Regions from separate parts of the Bombyx mori genome. Here region 1 is linked to region 2. The links are chromatin contacts, called in public Hi-C maps. All regions are on one chromosome and are shown on one strand. Each heading gives the region's core, a stretch centred on a gene start, on an enhancer-like site or on the middle of the called end of the contact. The rest is flanking DNA. Distances are from core to core; before and after follow the strand shown. Region 1 overlaps LOC101738615. Region 2 overlaps LOC101738615.

Region 1 (3,825 bases), core at 797-3,296, 39 kb before region 2:
GGCTCCAGTAACCACTTAACACCGGGTGGGCTGTGAGCTCGTCCACAAATTCAGTTATTCGAGAAATATTAATTAGTTTAAAAATATCTTCTATTATTATTCGTTTAGTAATTTAACCAAACCTCATTCGTCAAGTTGTTGGTGACCCTAATTGCTGTGTCTCGGGTACGGTTCTCGGTCGAAATGCGTTACTTTGTCAGATATTTATTGCACAGGGTCTATTTGTTTTGTTTTTGTCTCGTATGTGTTTTCGGTGTCCGTAACACAGAAGAAAATCCTAGCTTGGGCCCCATGGGAAAACTTGAATACGACGGATGTGATTTGAAACTTGTTGAAACGGAAATGTCTGAGAAAGCTACAACTATATAGAGAAAAACTTTCCACTTAAAATGCATATAGTATTTAGCGTGCGTCTTAGATAGAAATACCTCTGAATTTTTCCTTTCGACCGCATTTGACCTGCAGATGTTTTTTTTTTTTTTAAATTCTGTATTAGAGCCATACACACCTATTAGGTTAAGTCGGCTCAGATATAATTTTTTTTTATTGCTTATATGGGTGGGCTCGTCCAATCGGTAATAGTAGTTTCCATTAATTAAACGAAATACTAGTAAACTTGAACCTGGACCATGTTTAAATTAAGACTAAGCATAAAATTATTATGTAACAAAATTATGGAGATGACATAATCGATTTTTTCCGACGACATCAAAAATTACGAATCGTGTATCGATGAAAATTATATCTTATTTTTATTTTTTTTATTGCTTAAATGGGTGGACGAGCTCACAGCCTACCTGGTGTTAAGTGGTTACTGGAGCCCATAGACATCTACGACGTAATTGCGCCACCCACTTTGAGATATAAGTTCTAAGGTCTCAAGTATAGTTACAACGGCTGCCACACCCTTCAAACCGAAACGCATTACTGCTTTACGGCAGAAATAGGCGGGGTGGTGTTACCTACCCGCGCCGACTCACAAGAGGTCCTACCACCAGTAAAAATGTTTTTGTGTGTCGGTGTTTTTTAATGTTATAATCGCTTATGGATCGTTAATTTTAATTTACATTGGACGTTCCTTTAAAGTAAGTACCTTCCAAAAGACCTTCAAAATAAACGTATTACGAATCAGCTCCAGCTGATGTTTTACATAAATAGGCAGCTCATATTCATAAAATATAAAAATAGTCTTTATAGCCCAGGAAAATGGATTTAAAATTAGTTCAGTGATTCCAGAGATAATATTCGTTTTCCGATATACAAACTTAATCATATAATAGCATTTATAATAGTAAAGTAACCGTAGCTAATGAATTAAACAATATTTTAATAAAACGGTTTGTATTTAAAAAAAATTTAAAATCACGCTGCTATGAAAATAAGCAACTACCAAAATTAATATGGTTTTCAAATTTAGCTTCTCAATATATCAAAATGCATTTTCAATGAAAAATCAATATTAATTTATATTTTCTGTTAGGCCTAGTGCGAGTTCGAATAGGTACTTATAGCCAGATTTTTGTATCGTAAAAGAATTTTGCATTCCAGTTTGAAGTGTAGGACAGCCAGTGTTAAAATACAATTGAGACATCAACTTCATTTCTCGAATTGGCATTTACTTGCAAAATCTCTAGTAACCATTTCCTATAATAATTTTATTTAAATCGTGAGCTCACTTGACGATCTATAAAAAATAAAACCAATAACGGAAAAGCAATAGCATTAAAATTGTATCGAAATTAAATTTAGGTAACGTAAGTTCTAGTTGGATTCTAGCCTACCTGCAAACAGTAACAAAATTATCATTTTTCTCTGTTGGTTGTACTATGTTTAAAATCATTCGACCCTGACAAAATTTTTGCACGAACATAAATAACTAGTTTGCAGTTGACCATCTGGTTAGAGTGGTTGAAGTTGGCTGCTAGGTGTCGCTGTCAGCTGCTTTGCCGCTAATTCTGTCGGTGACGGTACTGACGGTGCAAGAGGCCGCGGACGGCGGCGAGGCGAGGCGGGGACTATTTTCGTCTGGCGGCCACGTTTGGAAAAGGCGCGGTGACGTCACGATTCTCTACGGCGATGATGCCATCGCATCGGTCGTCCGCGACACACACCCGTGGACTTGCCAAAATATCGATGCACGTTCCTCACACATACTGGCTACGATCAAATAAATTTCGAACTCTATATTTCTGAAATATCACGTGGGTCTGCAATCTAAATAAATAAAATGTAAACTAACTTTCTTTCGTATCTAGTGCATACAACGACTTGTAGATGCATGTATTGTACCCACACATAAATTTTAATAAGTAGGTAATCGTAAATTCAGTTTTAGATGAATTTGGCAATGATTTCTTTGAATTGGAGCAAAGCCAAAATCATTTTGCGCTTCATTGTTTACTTTATAGTGACAAGTTCCTGAGTGAGGCTATATAGACTAAGATTTTAGATTCATATCGTATGAACTCATGCTTGATTTATTGGTACTAAGTCTATTTTTTGTTGTATGTCGTTATACTCGTACCATTAAACTGGTCTCCTATAATCTATTTACAACGTAAAGTAACCTATAAAGAAAAATGCGGGGAACAATAAATCAAAGCGACGAAAAGGCGAAGAAAAAGGTCTTGACGAATGGGAGCTTTCGGGACTCAGACTTTATAGTTTGTTCTGTACGTACAGAAACTTAGAAATATATATATGGTCTGAGTTTAAAACCTGTTTTTTAAATAAGGTAAAATTCAGCGCTATTTCTAAATAAAGGCGGAAGTACCTCCACGTTGTTTACTAATTGCCTCAGTATATTTAAGAGGAAATGCGAGCTATACATACGTCATACAAAGGTATTCGCCCTTTTCTTGTCTGGATAATGACACTAGAAAAATGTGTTAAAGCGTACGATCCATGTCTATCGCTGCCATGCTATGTAGGTTTTAGAAAATATTTACCTGTTACTACTACATTTTACGCTAAATTTTATTAGTATTTTTAGTAGTATTTACACAATTACTGATTACAGTCTTCGTTTATTTGTTTGTGTTTTGACATTTTCGCTTGTGAAATTTTGATTTTAATAACTAAATCAGCGAGTTTGATGGTCTTAAAATATATACAAAAATACGATGTTCATAAATTTAATACTTGTTCAGTAATTATTGTTAAAATCCTTTCAGTTACATAATATAAAGTATAAATCGTATAAATCCGTCTTTAATATTGTTTTGTTTTCTTTCATATCAACGCAAAAATTAAAATTTATTTTTTGCGTAAACGCCTTTGTTCGTGAAACCATTGTTTTGTCATTGAAAAGCACCCGTTTCATTATTTATTTCCTCATATCCGAAGTGCACCTGTACATTCCTACGGTACAATACAGACATAGTTGTTCGTTCAAATTAATCAATCTCTGAAAATGGCGTCAGATATTAATGTCGAAAGATTATAATACTTATAGGATTTGACTCAGAATAGAACAGACTTCATCGAAAACCGATCTCAGTCAGATGAAGAATGTTAAAAAAATTGAGACGACCTCAAGGCATTGTAAATATCGTATTTTTGTTGCTTTAGAAGGCAGACTGGCGTATCACATATAGGAAGTTGTCATCGACTCTCATGGACATTGAAAATGTCAGTGGAACATATACTATCCACCGCTATTTACTTTCTTCAATCCGTTCTTTAAGAAATGATATGAGAAAGCTCAAGACAGAAGGGAAGTTCGTTCCAGTACAGAATGCTATGCAGCATTAATGATTTTGCCTATAGCCTTTTACAGCAAATTTCAACGGTCATCAATTGCTTTCAGGCTCAGAAATACTCATT
Region 2 (3,777 bases), core at 786-3,285:
ATAAATAATTTGAATCCGCTAGGAAAATTCTAAGATTCTAAGATAAGAAGAAGACCGGGACGTTCTGTTCCTTTGTTTCGCTATATTAATCGTTGATGTCATTGTACAAAAATAATGCGCCCTTTGTCTAGATTAAATTTTAAACAACCAAAACTTTTGTTATTTATGAACAGATTTGTAATTTTGCTATCGTGGATTGGCTGTTTTTAGTGTTAGTTTTTATACAAAAAAAGGACATAACCTAAATAACTTTTAGTATTTTAAATGGTGAATTATTCATTTTGAACTTCTTTTTTTATATTCTTTTCATTGTTTAGATGGATGGACGAGCCCACAGCCCACCTGGTGTTAAGTGGTTACTGGAGCACATAAACATCTACAACGTAAATGCGCCACCCACCTTGAGATATAAGTTCTAGGATCTCAGTATAGTTACAACGGCTGCCCCACCCTTCAAGCTGAAACGCATTACTGCTTCACGGCAGAAATAGGCAGGGCGGTGGTACCTACTCGCGCGGACTCACAAGAGGTCCTACCACCCGTAATTACGCAAATTATAATTTTGCGGGTTTGATTATTATTACGCGATGTTATTCCTGCACCATGGAAGTCAATCGTGAACATTTGTTGAGTACGTAATTCATAAGAAAAATTAGTACCCGCCTGGGATTCGAACACAGGTGCATCGCTCAACACGAATGCACCGGACGTCTTATCTCTTAGGACACGACTGCTTCAAATTTACTTAACACTTATCGTTATATTTTGGGTAATTCACACTATATTTTTATATATTATAGTCTTATGTGTTATCCTGACGTGTAAGCTTCTTGTCATATTTATTAATATCGAATCCCAGTCTAAAAATAAGTTTCAAGCTTTTAGCTCTAAAAATGACAATATACAACTTTTCATCGTCCCCTTTTAACCTTTTACAACCCTTTTTTGGTATTAAAAAGTAGCCTATGTCCTTTCTCAGGCTCTAGAATATCCCGATACCAAATTTTATTTAAATCGATTCAGTAGTTTTGGCGTGAAAGCGAGACAGAGAGACAGAGTTACTTTCGCATTTATAACATTAGTATTTACAATTATTATTATCTATGTAAAAAACTGTAAGCTGTAAAATTTGTAAATGCTGAAATCTACTTCATCGTATAAATGAATCAATAATTTTATTTTCCTAAGGCTTGTTGTCATGTTTCAACATATCCATGAACAAAAAACCCGCTAGTTATTGTACTTAGGTACAATAGTTTCATACAAGAGTGATGCATGTCTAAAAATATTTAATAGTAAAAATATTACTTGTCGTGTATTTAGTTCTTTATTATCTTTATGGCATGATCACGATATCAATAGTTATGATTTTTATTTCTCACATTAAATAAACGTGTTCAATTACATGTATACAAAGCTTTTAGGTTGGTTGTATGAGGCCGAACGTGTGATCTCACCGCTATTGCTCACTGATGACCAATTACCTCCCAATGAGTTCATGACTCTTGTTTATTGCCCCACTGTTCGCAACTTATAAATCCATACGCGGACTTCCGGATCGACACTTAATTACAACTTAATACGATTTTGCGCAACATATCCTGAACCATTTTTAATAAATAAATAAATAAACTTTACATATTTCCCGTAATCTGGTAATAAAAATCATTATTATCGTTATTACAACTTTCACGCATACTTTAACAGTTTTAACGCGGTTTCGAAGGTTTATTTTTCTTTTCATGCACTATACTGGTTGTTCACTGTATAGTTTTTCTAGAGGAGACTATTGATTTCAGTTAGATTTCCGTGCCACTGCATTATAATAATAATGACAAGGCAAATACTGTTCTGAATATTTTAAGAATGTTATATAGTTTATGTACGACAATTATTATTTAATAGAAACGTTGACCGTACAAGTTGCCTTGCCGGGAATGCGGTTGTCTTTATTAACGACATTACTTACGTTACGTTGTTGTTGTAGTATTCGAGATGCTGGTATGCGCACGACAGTGTGCGCGTCGCAAATCGCTCACTCTCACATTCGGAGAATTCTGCGTGTTTGCAGCTGAGCTACGCCGGTGCTCAAGGCAAGCGAGGCAGTGAGTATCAACACAAAAACATTTCCATTTCCATTTCCACCTCACTTCTACTGTTCTATTCTCTAGCAGCATCATTTTGTTCAATAGTACTTTTTTATTTTTATTGCTTAGATGGATGGACGAGCTCCAGCCCACCTGGTGTTAAGTGGTTACTGGAACCCATAGACATCTTTTTATTTATTTATTGCTTAGATGGGTGGACGAGCTCACAGCCCACCTGGTGTTAAGTGGTTACTAGAGCCCATAGACATCTACAACGTAAATGCGCCACCCACCTTGAGATAAGTTCTAAGGTCTCAGTATAGTTACAACGGCTGCCCCATCTTTCAAACCGAAACGCATTACTGCTTCACGGCTGAAATAGGCAGGGTGGTGGTACCTACCCGCGCGGACTCACAAGAGGTCCTACCACCAGTACAACGTAAATGCGTCACCCACCTTGAGATATAAGTTCTGCCGTCTCAAATATAGTTACAACAGCTAACATGGGTACATGGACAGTAAGCAAAATTCAAAAATATCAAACAACGATTTAGGTCAGTGCTTATATACATATAAAACGTGAATTAGTCATTATTGTACTTCATGTGTAGTTAGTAAATTTCATTATGTACCTTCCGTTCAAATTAAATATGAATCATGTTTTTTTTTACCGGTGACGTTAAATATGATCAATTGTCGTTTACTCGGTCTTGAACCTAAGACTGTTGTGAGCTTCGAGTGGTGAGGCGATCATTGACCTTTGAACGTCAGACAATAAGAGACATTTTGTCATGCACTGAATAACTGTACGTGGTTGTTTTGTAACAATAGAGCTTGAAATAATTATTGATGTGTCCAAACGTTTCGTTGGCAGGGTGTCCAGCAAGCCGGAATCACCTCAATGGAACATTGAAAAGGAACTCGTCGAGCTGAGGGATAAAGATGCGATATGTAAACACGTGAACGGTAAGAGATGTTTCATTCCATGCTTGCGATGTCGACTTTTCTTTGCGTATTGCCAACAGTCAGTGTTGTCATGGCCCACCTAAATCTGTAATATATAGCTATTAAATTCATAGATTTGCGGCAGCTAATTGATCGTGCTTATAGCTTTATTCGTCAACTTTATATTGTGGAAGGTCGATTCGAGTCGGGATGAAACAAATGGTGACTAAACGTTCCGCACGGTACTAATCCAGAAATACTCTGTAGTCCCAGTGTCTGTCAAACTGTGGACGTGTTTCAGTATTAATTCTTTATGAGTTTCCTGACTCTTAAACTTCCGCCCGTATCCAACGAATCACTGTTTCGTTCTTATAGTAAACACGATGATTGTTCAATTTTGATCTTTATAGCTCTGCAACCGAAATAAGTTATTTATTACGTCATGTTTCATTAATTAGGGGCCTCGATTAATTCTATCATCCCACGCACGATTGTAGTGGTCAGATAGTGAAAAAGTCTTAGTTTTCCTTATTTGACCAGCTGACAATTACGGTGCTGACGACTTTGAGATATTTCTAAATTTAACAAATAAAAAAAAGAGTGCTGAATTATTAAATTAAAACAATAAACAATCGTGTACATATATACACTTGATTATTGTAATTGTAAAAAAGTCACCAATCCAAAGTGAAAACATTAACATTATAGATATTCAGTACTTCATTTACTATATTGTTATCGTTAC

What was found. Hi-C and Micro-C count contacts between places; a contact is called where the count stands out from the background.
Region 1: a Hi-C map of whole pupa shows a contact between it and region 2, with 1.9 times the contacts expected there. The contact joins two enhancer-like sites. A contact is called at or near these places in 4 of 7 Hi-C or Micro-C datasets (middle silk gland, midgut, posterior silk gland and 1 more).

What each region holds. Positions count from the first base shown.
Region 1 is chr15:8,229,827-8,233,651 of ASM3026992v2, reverse strand. All of the region lies in intron 2 of LOC101738615, which reads left to right. Among protein-coding and RNA genes, the nearest start is that of LOC101738615, 8.3 kb to the left of the region's middle. Within about 2 kb of position 2,046, at least 8 of the 8 cell types and tissues checked have open chromatin away from gene starts, as enhancers often do.
Region 2 is chr15:8,190,684-8,194,460 of ASM3026992v2, reverse strand. It overlaps LOC101738615, which reads left to right. Exons shown (of 13, transcript XM_062672540.1): 4 at 1,988-2,105; 5 at 2,962-3,053. LOC119629597 (a long non-coding RNA gene) reads right to left here. Exons shown (of 3, transcript XR_005245559.2): 3 at 2,637-3,444. Among protein-coding and RNA genes, the nearest start is that of LOC119629597, 4.7 kb to the right of the region's middle. Within about 2 kb of position 2,035, at least 3 of the 8 cell types and tissues checked have open chromatin away from gene starts, as enhancers often do.